Regions from separate parts of the Bicyclus anynana genome. Here region 1 is linked to region 2. The links are chromatin contacts, called in public Hi-C maps. All regions are on one chromosome and are shown on one strand. The core of a region is the stretch at or near the end of the contact, and the rest is flanking DNA. Distances in the headings are between cores, read along the strand shown. Region 1 holds the start of LOC112052338 (CTD small phosphatase-like protein 2). Region 2 overlaps LOC112053005 (AP-3 complex subunit sigma-2).

Evidence for each region. A called contact is a pair of places that touch in the nucleus more often than the background predicts.
Region 1: a Hi-C map of whole larva shows a contact between it and region 2, with 5 times the contacts expected there. The contact joins the promoter of LOC112052338 here to the enhancer-like site in region 2. A contact is called at or near these places in 2 of 2 Hi-C or Micro-C datasets (whole body and whole larva).

What each region holds. Positions count from the first base shown.
Region 1 is chr18:14,483,366-14,490,016 of ilBicAnyn1.1, forward strand. LOC112052338 (CTD small phosphatase-like protein 2) reads right to left here and starts at 3,595. Exons shown (of 13, transcript XM_052886944.1): 1 at 2,990-3,595; 2 at 1,217-1,886; 3 at 173-349. The coding sequence starts at 1,862. LOC128198952 (a long non-coding RNA gene) reads left to right here and starts at 3,667. Exons shown (of 2, transcript XR_008251655.1): 1 at 3,667-3,813; 2 at 3,865-5,090.
Region 2 is chr18:14,188,345-14,195,526 of ilBicAnyn1.1, forward strand. It overlaps LOC112053005 (AP-3 complex subunit sigma-2), which reads left to right. Exons shown (of 6, transcript XM_024092261.2): 6 at 1-814. Among protein-coding and RNA genes, the nearest start is that of LOC112053005, 11 kb to the left of the region's middle. Within about 2 kb of position 3,922, at least 4 of the 8 cell types and tissues checked have open chromatin away from gene starts, as enhancers often do.

The DNA of each region.
Region 1 (6,651 bases), core at 2,345-4,844, 290 kb after region 2:
CGGGAGCGACTGGCGATAAAGGGCGCTTTTATTTGTTAATTAAGTTGTCCTGACAAAAATAATGTGAATCATAACCTTTATTCAACATTGGTTTTCTTATTTTTAAAATCCACTTCTTGAGTTTTTTGCTAAAAATAGATTTCGTCAGTGATAAAAAAAATCAATGAAATACCTATAGCCATCAAGTCGTTCAAGCAGTCATTGGGCAGGCACAGATCAGACGACTCCACCTCAGAATCTGACTCAGTCTTGGGCAGTGGGAAGTCAACGTACGTAGTGGTGTGGGGCTCGTACATTGTCACGTCGTTGTCTTCTGTGAAGCCATTCATAGGCTCCGGCACTGCTGGAGCTGTGGAACAAATATCAAGTTTATTGTTGTCCTAAATAAATGAAATAAATAAACTAAAAATTATTGGATAGAAGCAGGCGGTACTTTGCGGAATTTCATCATGATTATATAATGATTTATATATTTGCCCGGGCGGACAAAATAAGACAGGTGGCCGGAGGCAATTGGGCAAAATCTGCAAGGGATAGGGAGTTGTGGAAAAGTTTGGAGGAGGCCTTTGTCCTAGGGGACAAACAGAATGTATATACAAACTCTGAATAAAGGTTTTTATTATTATTATTATTTATTTGCCATCCTCCGCAAAAAGCATACATAGAAAGTATTTTGTCGGACCTGGGTGACGTTGTCGCATGGGTTTGTCGACTTTTTGCAGAGGATAGCAAAATAAATAAATCATTATATAAACTAAAAAATGGCCGTACATATAGATTTTTTATTGCTTTTAACTGTCTTTTTATTGAACTTCGAGTAAGGTTTACAATTTTCTCAAATACAACTAATCTGCAGTATAAATTTATACAGATGGTCTATATTTCTTTGAAAGAAGGTGTATTTATTATATAACTAACAACACTTTAGAGGAAAAATATTCAAATAAAATTATGAGTGCTACAAATTCAGTCGTTTACTTTTTACATTATATGATGGTATTACATATAAGTAAAGCCTGATAGACATTATCTTGGGTTCTATTTTTTATATATTTCTATTTTGCAATCATACCCCAGTGATATCAGATGGGTATAACCTATAATAATAAAAATAAATGAAAATTTTAGTTGATAGGTTATACCCTTTTTTGGCAAAAGGCAAAAAAGGGTATAACCTATCAACTAAAATTTTCAAAGACATGATATAACAAGTTACCTTTAGCCTTCAATTTCTTCTTAGGACTCTCATTGGTAGAGCTGACTGCTATTTTGCTTAACTTCAAGGAAGGTACACCCATCTGCCTAACTTTACGTATGGGTGAACTGTTCAACGAAGCAGATTTGTCCGGTTTATCCATCCGTCTGGTCTTCCTGGGTGAACTTAGAGCTGACGAGACAGATTCAGTCTTCCTGAGCTCCCTATTCAGAGAACTTTGCCTTAGCTGCACACTTTTAGTTGTCCTCACATCTTTGAGTTTGGTTTTTGACGTCGTTGACACTTTATCATTCTGTGTCTTTGGTTTTATCGACGTCATATCCTTGTTGGAACTTCTTACGACAGTTTGAAAAATAGGCTTCTTGGGTTCCTCTTTCAGTTTGGTTTTCTTGATATCAACCGGCTTCTCCATGCTTTTAACTGTTTTAATTCTTACCGGTCTTGTTTTAAGGTCTAAATTCTTTTGAGATCTTGTAATGCAGTGGAAGTTTGGCCCGGAGACCAGACCATTGTCCACTTTCAGTATCTTTTTCCAAGATGACTTGGTTTTTAGAACAGTTTTTAGTGGTTTCTGTTTTGATTTTGTCACCCTCTGAGTGTTTCTGGTTGAGAGCGGTCGCTCCCTCTTCCTACTTCTTAACCGCATCGCAAGTTTAAGGTAATGCTTAATCTGAAAAGATCAACAAGTATTTATATCACACTAAGAGTGCTGTAACCAGTGGCGTGCATAATGTTGTTGACCAAGGTATGGTATGGTAAGGTAAGACAATTTAACTAAACTGAGCAAAAGTGCATTGGATAAGCATTAACATGACATTTGTTAGGGTATGCAGTACTTTAATGCATGTATGAAGTGCACGCCACTGGCTGTAACTACTACTGGCTTTGACGGCCTCCGTGGTGCAGTAGTAAGAGCAGTGGATTTACAAGAGTGAAGAAGAAGAGGCCCTGGGTTTGATCCCCGTTGGGCCAATTGAGGTTTTCTTAATTGGTTAAAATCTTGTACTTCTAACTCCAAACATTGTGAGTTAGAAGTACAAAATTTTAAGTCTCCCCAGTTACATAGATGCGTGGTCCGACCCCCACCTAAGGGCACTTTACGCATCTCTATTTTGGCATGGCCATAGGATCACCCGCACTTTGATTCAGAGACTTCATAAAGATTCCATCTGAATTTAAGTAATAATGAAGTAAGTCATTCAACAGAAATGAGAATATTTTCAAATTCAAATTTCTTTTAATTTTATTGTAGTTAGTACTAGCAGACACCTACCACTTCATGCATGTGAAATTTAGTTTTTCAATGTATGTTACTTTATAACTTAACCTATCTTCCAGTGAAAGTCCCATTAAAATCTGTTCAGCATTCCAAAGATAAGCCCAAACAAACTACAGACAAATGAACAGACAGACAGACGAATTTTAAAAAAGCTTAATTATGTTTTAGTATCCTGTAAATAACTGTATGAACTATGAAAAAATGAATCTTGAATTCATACACATACAATTGTATTTAAATGTATGTAGTATTGATTATGTATTTCAACTAATATTTAAAAAAAAATCTATTTATATACTAAAAAAATCTATTTATATACCTAATTATCTTCTTTTCCTACTCATTTCTTTTAGAATTTATTAATTGTTTTATGTGATATTTCTAGGCTCTAGCTTCGAAGCCTGGTTTGCAGCCTTTTTCTTAATACGCGCGGTCTGTGCCGATAGCTATAATACTATACTACAGTACTATAATTATATAGGTAATATACTTACATGAACTCTATAGCATTAGAAAGTTAAGTCTTACTCCACACATTTAACTGATGTAACACTTTATATTTGTGCATTGCGATTATTGTTTTCTATTCACTAGCTTGAAATTGGTAGCGTACTATATATCTTTCAATTAAACACGAAAATTTGTTCGCAAAAAAATATATTCTCAGGCCAGCAGTGGCTTCGCGCCTTTTTACTGCGGCAATAATTTACAGAGTATTTCTCTGCCAAATTTAGTTAAATAGCAACGGAAACAACTAAATCGGTAACTATACTCAAATTTATCGCTGGAAAACTAAAATAATCACTGAATAACTATCCGGAAAATAAAAAAAGCGGCGGTGCTAAATTATTGATTTGTGCGCCGCTAATAGTTTGACACTCTCACTCATGCGTACAGTTTATTTATCGCACAATCCAGCAAAACAATCTCACGGGGAAAAAGTAAAGGCGCTTCGCGATTATCACGTAATTTATTACATTATTTTATGCATTGAAAACACAAAGCCAAACAAATGTCAAAATGGCGGCGATTCTTTTCGTAGTGAAGATTTTTTTCTTCAGATGGCGTTGCGGTACTGCGCATGCGTTTTAATTTTGCTCTGAAAAGTCGATAATGCACTGCAGTGATGCAAGGTGAAATCTCAGCAGCAGACAACTTGCATTGGATGCAGTGTTACCAGTTGGATCTTATGAGAAGTTACCCGAAATATTAAAAAAGTAACCTTTTTGTGTAAAAAGTAACCTTTTGACTACTACTACTCTTGCTTTTTGCGTTCCACAGCATGGCTAAACCACCATTTCAGCCTCTGGGGGCTAAAGTAATTTTGATTTTTTTTTTAAATATCTGTCTGTTACGAATACTAGCCAAGTACTAAATTACTACAAACCGAAGGAGATTTTACTCGTAAATAGAATCATCTTAAGTAAGGCCCTGATTGTTTGCCTTTTACTTATGGGATAAGAAAAATACAATTAAAGAGCAAGGATTTAAAAAACAGTAGACGTTAATTTCTTAAATTCATACTTGATTTTTTTAAGAAATTCAATGTGACTGCAACTTGCTTATTTCGCAACGTCGATTGTAACGTCTTCATTTATAGTGAGATTGACACAGAAACATCGATGAGTTCTTGAGCATTTGTCCGCATTTCTTGATTTAACGACCGTTCTGTTTTAGATATACGAAATTGTAAGTTAATTCTAAAAATTCCGAAATATCACGTAAAAGTAACCTTTTTATTAATGTAACCTAAAAGTTACCACTGCAGTCAAAAAATCACCTAAAAGGTTACAAAAGTAACCTTCTGGCAACACTGATTGGATGTACCCACGATGTACCCCAAGAGTAAAATAATAAATAGTTAATAAATTGTTCTTGTTTCTTTCACTTGTTTCAGATGCGTTTCTCATAATATTGACATTTCTTGTAAAGGTATGTAGTTCAGAATAACAAGTTAAGTGCTCAATTATTAAATGGTGCAGAACTCAGACGAATAAAGGAAAAAAGAAGTATTTCAAAATCTTAATAGTAAAAAATTCCTTTTAAGTTTTTTATTCCTATGGCATTACAATATTGATGAGTTTCCTTTGCCATGTTAGCGTCCAATAAAGGTCCAATATGATACAGTAGGACTTGGAAAATTTTTGGTTCATACTTTAAAGCAAAAAAAAAACCTAAAGCCTTGGTCTTAAAACTTGGTAGGTTAAATACATGCATCTCTAGCTATCATTCCTCTGTGTCTATAGTCTCTAGTGATCTGTGATTTAGTCTATGGCACTTAATATTTCACATTTTTCATGTATCTAATCTGTGTTTGTCTTTGACGTCTATTCTGTCATCTGTGGTTTAAATTTAAACTTCATTCAAATCACAAAAAATAACGAATTTTTATGATGTTATTTTTAAAACAAAATACCTATTTGATATTGTGATTGTACTGCATCCCCGTAACGATATTTAATTGCAAAAATCGAGGTATTGTTGTAATCAATGCTAGATTGAAATAACAGTTGATTTCATTACTATTTGTGAAAGTTTATTTATGTAGTTAAGATGTCCAGTGCTTCCGTTACTTCGTCGAAACTTGAACTTGAGGTAAATATTTGTTAATAATAATAATGTAAGTTTATAAGGCAAGCAGTCTTAAGTTATTTTAACAGTTAAAGCTGATCCTAAGCTTTTGGCAAGTTTAAGTTAAAGAGTTGCGCGCACGACTTTAAATCTGTTCCTCAAATAACCGGGCAAAGGGTAGGTATTTTTTTTTTTGTTTTTCTTTTTTTTCATAATAGATAGGTCTACCCAGAGATATATTGTATTCAGTGCTCAAGGCAACTTCTCAGAGTCTGACGATGGAGCATTTTAGTTATTATGGTTATATCTAACTAACTTAAAATAAATGCCATATCCGAGACGATATAAAGCCATACCTGATGTGCACTGTTTACCAACAAACAAATTAGAAATGAAGGTAGAAATTGCGTGCATTTTAAAACTTTTAAATTTTGTATAGTTTTTTTTTTAATGTTATTTAAAATGTATTGTTTTAAACTTATTAATCAAATTAATTGTCATTCATTTACGAGCAAGTTAATTATAATTATTATTAAGTGTGAAATGACTAGCGATTTATACCCTCATTTTTAGTTTGTTTGTTAGTAAACACACATTACACATTGATTATAGCTTTAGTATAGTCATATTGGAGTTTGGATATTATAGAGCTGAGACTCATCATGCTGCACCAATTTAGGTTGTTAATGTTAGATTAGATTATATAGCAATCAGATATTAAATGATGATGAGGATTGACAGCTTAACACACTCTCAGAGACAGAGATGTAACACCATTAACTTCCCAACTCTCGGCTGAGTATTTTGAATAAAAATTTAAAAGAAGAAAAATTTATTCACTCCAACCCAGGACCTACTGATCTGAAGTCACTAATGCTAACCATTGGTCTATCCACCTCAGTAGCTATAGCTTGGCAAATTTGTTTGTAACACTGCCGATAGTCAGTGCCGGGCCGGGACGGGGGTAGCAAAGCCCTGCTCGCATAAATTCATACCCGCGCAGTGCATTTCCCCCGTCGCCTGCTTGTCATGGGAGTGTCAGCAGCGAAGCTATACCAATCTATACTAATATCATAGAGAGGAAAGATTTGATTGTTTGTTTGTATGTTTTGAATATGACTCTGGAACTTCTGAACCAATTTGATAAATTCTTTCACTGGTAGTTCCCCTACTAGGTGATCTGACAACATCAAACAAGTAGCAGGGGTTCGCTAGGTGCAGGCGGCTCAGGATTATAATTTTTGGAAGTTCCTAAAAAAGTCCTGAGTCCTGCAGTGGATGCCCATCGTCTGATATGATGTTTATTATAATAGCTTATTTTTACTCTATTCCAGAAAAAAACATCAGATTTAAAACAAGAACTAGAAGCTTTTCGTGCCCTGAACAAAAGCCTCGAAACATACCTGGTGCAGCTTCGCACTGTGAACAGAGATATACGAATCTGCAAGAAGAAATGTCAAAAACTTGAGACAGTCAACAGGCAATGGGTTGAAATATTAAATTGTATGGAATGATGTCATTCTAAAATGTATATAATGATATGCTTTTCAAAACGCTGAACCAAAGGATTCTATGATATAAAATT
Region 2 (7,182 bases), core at 2,672-5,171:
GTAAAAAGTAGCCTATAATTTATTTTCTGTAACAAATTTCGTCCAGATTTGTTCAGCCCTTGAGCCATGGTTTAGTACCAAACGAAATGAAGGAAAATTTTGACACCAGAAACTTTATATTGTTATGTACAATGCAATTTTCACTTACTAAATAATATAAGTATACTTGCTAATTCAGAGTTTATATAGAAAATACAATATATATTTCTATGGAGAATAATTTCAAATTTCTGAGATTCGAGTTTTTTTAAGGGAGTTGGAGGTGCATGCCCCGGACCGGATTCGAACCTACGCCCTTCGAATCAAGGAATTAATTTAAATAATCTAAAATTCTCTACGTGTGTGAAGTCAGCGTGGTGGTCCATTGGGCTAACTAACCCCTCTCATTCTAAGAGGAGACTCGAGACTCCAGGAGAATGAATGTAAACTGCAATTATTTGTAAAAACTATGTATTGTTTAGTTTAATTACTTTTTTATTGTTTATATTAAAAACAAAAATGTTACATTCCAAAATTGCAATTTTTTCATGTTGATTGGATTTTTTATTAAGCTTCTAATGATAATCTCAACCGAATTTCGATATAACTTATTTTGATCCTGTCTAATTATACGGAAAATGTGTCAGTGCACAATTGTGTACATAAACACCGGTGCACTCTCCTTATTCAAGTTGCCGGCACACTGGTTAGGCGCAGGATCGATTTACGTGCTCTCCGAGGCACGGGGTCTAGGTTTCTATAATTCTATGATATTCGTGTATAAATAATTATAAATATTTAGTTTATAAGAAATATATTTTATGTTATATGAAAATATGTTGTTTTATTTTGTTTGTCCATGTGGCATAATTTAAAAATTTTATTTATTTATTTATTCAGACAGGCCAACAAAATGAGTTTTATGATCCTTTTTCTTAGAAAACTATTACTAATAAGGTACCTCAAAATAGATAATAATTAAATTATGAATTTAATAAATAGTATTGATTAAATGTTAAGGCTGCGATGGTTTAGAGTGCCATCTCGCGACTACGTCTGAAATTAGCGCCATCTGTTACAGAATTCCTAAACTACATTATTACGGTTATGGTTGGTTTCAAGGTTTACTTTGTTTTAATATTAGTTTATCTACTGATTGACAGATGGCAGCAGTAACTGTTTCACTACTTCACAATAGATGGCGTGGTTGTACATAAAAATATATTTTTATTTTTAAAAGAGATTTATTCATTTTCGAAAATAAAAACATTAGTGAAAGAGTATGTATTCATCTATTTAGACGGCCCATTATACCATTATAAGGCAAGGCCTCCTTACATGAATGGGAATATGAAACTTATTAGACACCACGCTGGTAACCTAATGCGGGTAGGCGAGCTTAAGATAATAATATTTTGACTTTTCTTTAAATCACTTTCAGCTGTTAATGACAAAGTGGCTTAACGCTCCGAGACACGGGGGTGTGAAACCACCAATTTCCACACTCCGGGCTGAAAATTTTAACTGAAAAATTCATAGAAGTAACAAAAGCTACGTAATTCACAAATCGAACCAGGAATGAAAATACATCGAACCGACTAGCTTATTCATTAATTTGGTATTTATTAACAATCTAATAAAATGAATATCAATTCAACTGTCAAATAAGTTGTCAGTACCTAGGCACCGGATGACATTTCACATAGAATCTCTATTTCTTTTAAGTCAACTAACATACGTCAAAGTTACGTATAGCCTGCGGGGCTCGAACCCTGGACCCCGTGAGCCACATAGACTTACCTTTAAACAATAATACAGGTATGTTTATGTGTTTTAAAAGCAAATAAAATCTCCATCAGCCGCCCGCATGTTGATATTCTATATCAAGATTCATAGCTGGGCATTAACTCGTTAATCCGTTAATCGTTAATTAACGAAGTTAACATTTTGATTAACGGATTAACTTTTAAGTTAACTTTTAAAAATGTTAACGGACCCGTTAACTTCCGTTAATGTGCAGAAGTCCGTTAATCGTTAATCCAATGCTTACTATTTACCGCGCGACGTGATTAACAGGTTTAGACAAGTAAGAAATTATGAAAGATTTTTTTTCAAAGAAATCAACAAATTACTATATTTATGTTAAAATTATAGAAAAAATCAACTAAAAACAAATTATGGCATTTTTCTCCAGTGCTCACCTTTATTTTTGCAATGGGGATCTCACACAATGATATAAAAATGCAATATTAACCAGTCATATTAACAGATTAACGATTAACTTTAACTTGCGTTAATTCTTCCGACATGTAACGCTTTAACGTTTAACGAAGCTAACCTTTTTTGTAGCGGACTAACGATTAACGAAGTTAACTATTTGATTAACGGTGCCCAGCTATGTCAAGATTTATGGTATTAGTGTAATTTGTATCAGGGTAATAATGAGCAATGTTTATTTATTAAGTAGATTACTAGATCACTTTGCAAAAGCTGTTACATACCTTATTGACACCATATTACCTACTTATCTGACGAGCTCCGTGGCGCGGTGGATTTACTTGAGAGGTCCTGGGTTCGATCCCCGGCTGGGCCGATTGAGGTTTTCGTAATTGGTGCAGGTCTGGCTGGTGGGGTGGCTAGTTACCATCCTTGGCGATTTAGCGTTCCGGAACAATGTCGTGTAGAAACCGAAAGGAGTGTGGATTTTCATCTTCCTCCTAACAAGTTAGCCCGCTTCCATCTTAGATTGCATCATCACTTACCATCAGGTGAGATTATAGTCAAGGGCTAACTTGTAGAAAAAAAATATCTAGGTACTGAACTGCAGCGAATAATATTTATATCTATAGGTATATCTATAGGCAGTGGCCGTGATAGCCCAGTGGATATGATCTCTGCGTCCGATTCCGCAGGGTGTGGATTCGAATCCGGTCATGCACCTTCAGTTTTCAGTTTTGTGCATTTTAAGAAAATAAATATAACGTGTCTCAAACGGTGAAGGAAAAACATCGTGAGGAAACCTGCATACCAGAGAATTATCTTAATTCTCTGCGTGTGTGAAGTCTGCCAATCCGCATTGGGCCAGCGTGGTGAACTATTGGCCTAACCCTTCTCATTCTGAGAGAAGACTCGAGGTCAGCAGTGAAACAATACAATAATGAAACAGTGGCTTAACGTGCCTTAGAGGGGCCATGTATCAAAATTAATTGGAGGCTCTATAGACGAGCGGCAAATCCCAAAAAATCTCTTTAGTTTTGATTTTGTTCTAGCTTATAGTATTGCTTTTTTACTTTTGTCATTTCTAAAGATTATTAAATGCTTTTTTTTTGCCAGGGAAGCATCACCCAGAGTAAGTAACGTTGTAGATATTACTTTTTTACAAATTTTTGCTTTGACACGTAAGGGGGCCTTGTAATCTTACTTGATACCAGTAAAACTGAACATTTTTACAATCGATATATAAGTACCTAACCGATTAATCTAACTTACCGTGGGAAGCTATTTATCTTTCGGGCGTCTGCTTAGACTATAAATTAATCAAAAGTAAAAATCATTTTTGGGTATACTTCGCAATTTAGGTACGACAGAAAAAAATATAAATTAACTCACCTTTATCAAAAATAAAATAAAAAAATCACAAACAAAACATTATAGAAAAAATCCACACTTCAAGAGTACACCGCCGCACAAAAACCCCGCCCGTATCACAAAAACCCACAAATCACCCGCTAAGGGCGAACAATTACAAAATATTTTGACATTTCCATTCGTCTATTAAAGCCTTAATTTATAGTCGGCGGCGTCTTTGCGCGTTTTTGGAAAAAAGATTTTTTTTTCCATTTTGAAAACTCTACCTGTTGTCGTTTGTCACGCGGCACACGATTGTGTGCGGGTGGTCTACAGTTAGTATAGTGTATTATATCGCCCGGCAATCTTTGAGCGACGTGGTGGGCTATCACTCTATATACAAGTAGAAAGTCAGCGAAGTTTTTTTATTTTATAACAAGTTAGCCGTTGCCTGCGATCACACTCGATCGAAAGTAAGTGACTATGCAGTCTAAATTGGAAGCGGAATTGGAAGAAGTACCTACAAGCAACGATTTTATATTAAGTACTAGCTGATGCCGCGCGGTTCCACCCGCGTGGATTCCGTTCCCATCTGATTATTGGACGGAAAATGTTTTATATCAAATTTAGTACGTTAAAAAACACCAGCTCTGTGGTTTTGCCCAGTACGTATTTTTTAAATCTTTACAAATAAGCCTTTGCCTACAATCTCACCTGAAGGTAAGTGATGATGCAATCTAAGATGGAAGCGGGCTAACTTGTTAGGAGGATGAAAACCCACACCCCTTTCGATTTTACACGACATCGTACCAGAACGATAAATCGCTTAGCGATGCGTCTTTGCCGGTAGTGTGGTAAATAGCCACAGCTGAAGCCTCCAAACCAGTCAGACCTGTGGCGACCTGTGGTAATCGAACCCTGACCTTCATCTTTTAAATCCACCAAATACCACTGCACCATGGAGGCCGTCAAAAAGGTAAAGTAGTACTAGGTATGTCAAATAATGTAGTTTGCGCCTGTAATGTCGTCAAGGTCTGAAACTCTGAAAAATTTTAGATTTTTAACTTTCCTAACCGCTATGTATATTTGTCAATTATAAAATTCACAATTCTTGACGCCACTTTAACTTTTGACCATGCAAATCTATACTAATAAATATAATAAAGCTGAAGAGTTTGTTTGTTTGTTTGGTTGAACGCGCTAACCTCAGTGAATCTCAGATTTGAAAAATTCTTTCAGTGTTAGATAGATCATTTATCGAGGAAGGCTATAGGCTATATATTATCCCCGTATTCCTACGGGAACGGGAACCACGCGGGTGAAACCGCGCGGCGTCTGCTAGAACTGAAACAAAATGATAACTAACTTTTGACATAGACTACCAAAAATACATTCCATTACACGAAGAAATGAATAATTAGGGTGAAAAGATAGATGAATAAAAATCTGATTTTAATATACAAAAAATAATCCTGAAGTATCGATGCCATTAATGCGGTAGGTGGGTAAAATCCGAAAATGATTTATGCTAGCCACAAACGGTCAATTATTCTCACGTTTCTGTATCACCCACGACTATAATTGATCGTGTGTTGGCCACTGGGTACATGACTTGATGACTTGTATAGTATGCCGCGTGGGTACTGCCGTTTGCTTTTCAGAAACGTGAGAATAATTGACCGTCAATGGCAACCTTTACTGAGCATAGGCAGGCATAGGTCAAGTTACAGGCCGCGTACTATATCTACGAGTACCTACTCTTATAAATATAACAGTAATTTAGTATAGGTAACTTCTTAGTATTTATTTGTTGTTACAAGTTGTGGTCAGACGGTCAGGTGGTCAGGTGTCCACCGGAAGTCACCTGGTCATGTGGTCACCCAAATTGACCGAAACTTCTGACATTTGTTTGAATAAAAAATGGCGGTATAAGATTACAGTAGCAACTTTGTTGCGTGTATTGAGGTTTGATATAATACACTAAGTAATTGCTCATACTTTTGAGCCCAGTGGATATGACCTCTGCCTCCGATTCCGGAGTGTGTGGTTCGAATCCGGTCCGGGGCATGCACCTCCAACTTTTCAGTTATATGCATTTTAAGAAATTAAATATCACGTGTCTCAAACGGTAAAGGAAAACATCGTGAGGAATCCTGTATACCAGAGAATTTTCTTAATTCTCTGCGTGTGTGAAGTCTGCCAATCCGGATTGAGCCAGCGTGGTGGACTATTGGCCTAACCCCTCTCATTTTGATAGGAGACTCGAGCTCAGAAGTAAGCCGAATACCTATGGGTTGATTGAAAAACCGGAGTTTATATCAAGCGGTATGAATTTCCTTTTCTTTGGGACGGCTTACCATCGTCAAAATTCTATCCTTCGCCACTGGTATCTAAATGAGAGCCGTGTTAGCCCAGTGGATATGATTTCTGCCTCCGATTCCGGAGGGTGTGAGTTCGAATACGGTCCGGGGCATGCACCTCCAACTTTTCAGTTGTGTGCATTTTAAGAAATTAAATATCACGGTGAAGGAAAACATCGTGAGGAATCCTGTATACCAGAGAATTTTCTTAATTCTCTGCGTGTGTGAAGTCTGCCAATCCGCATTGGGCCGGCTTGGTGGACTATTGGCCTAACCCCTCTCATTCCGAGAGAAAACTCGAGCTCAGCAGTGAGTCGAATATGGTTTGATAATGACAGTGTAATAAGACTAGAAAAAGTTTCTTTTTAACCAACTTCCAAAAAGGAGGAGCTGGTTCTATGTTCGGCTGTATGTAGATATGTGTTAAAGTCGGTGCCAATTCAGTGTCATGTTTTTTAGTTTAGGTTAGGTTAGGTTTAGGTTAATTTTTGTGTTGGAGGTTGGTTTAATTGTTTTTTTTTTATATAAATAGGTTTGCCCATGATCTAACCTTATGGTAAGTGTAGATACAGTCTAAAATGGGACACACTTGCCTAGAAGGTGCCTATTCACTTGTTTTGAAGATATCCAAGTTATAAGACTCAGGAAACACAGACTTGGGAAGGGTATTCCAAACCCTAGCCTAACCCTACCCTAGTATGAGAAAACAAGACGCAAAGCGTTTTGTAGTCCTAGGGACATCTACAACATAGGGATGAAAACCTACCCGATGTCTTGTGGTGCGATGGTAAAAAGGCGAAAGGTTTTATTTTTTATTCTTTACAAGTTAGCCCTTGACTACAATCTCACCTGATGGTAAGTGATGATGCAGTCTAAGATGGAAGCGGGCTAACTTGTTAGGAGGAGGATGAAAATCCACACCCCTTTCGGTTTCTACACGGCATCGTACCGGAACGCTAAATCGCTTGGCGGTACGTTTTTGCCGGTAGGGTGGTAACTAGCCACGGCCGAAGCTTCCCACCAGCCAAAACGTCGTATAGCTCCTGAGCACTCTCCGAAGTAAATATATTTATGAATTACTCGTCCACCCTGACGCTATTACCTCTGTCGATGGCAAGGATTATTCTTTGGGGCAAATAAATTTAATATTCTGTTCACAGATTAATTACTAATAGGCAGATGGAGCGCACGGAATACGACGGTGTCGTACCCGTCACAAATACAACATTTAAAAACGAATACATTCTCGAGTCACTACGACACGAAGGGTCGCATC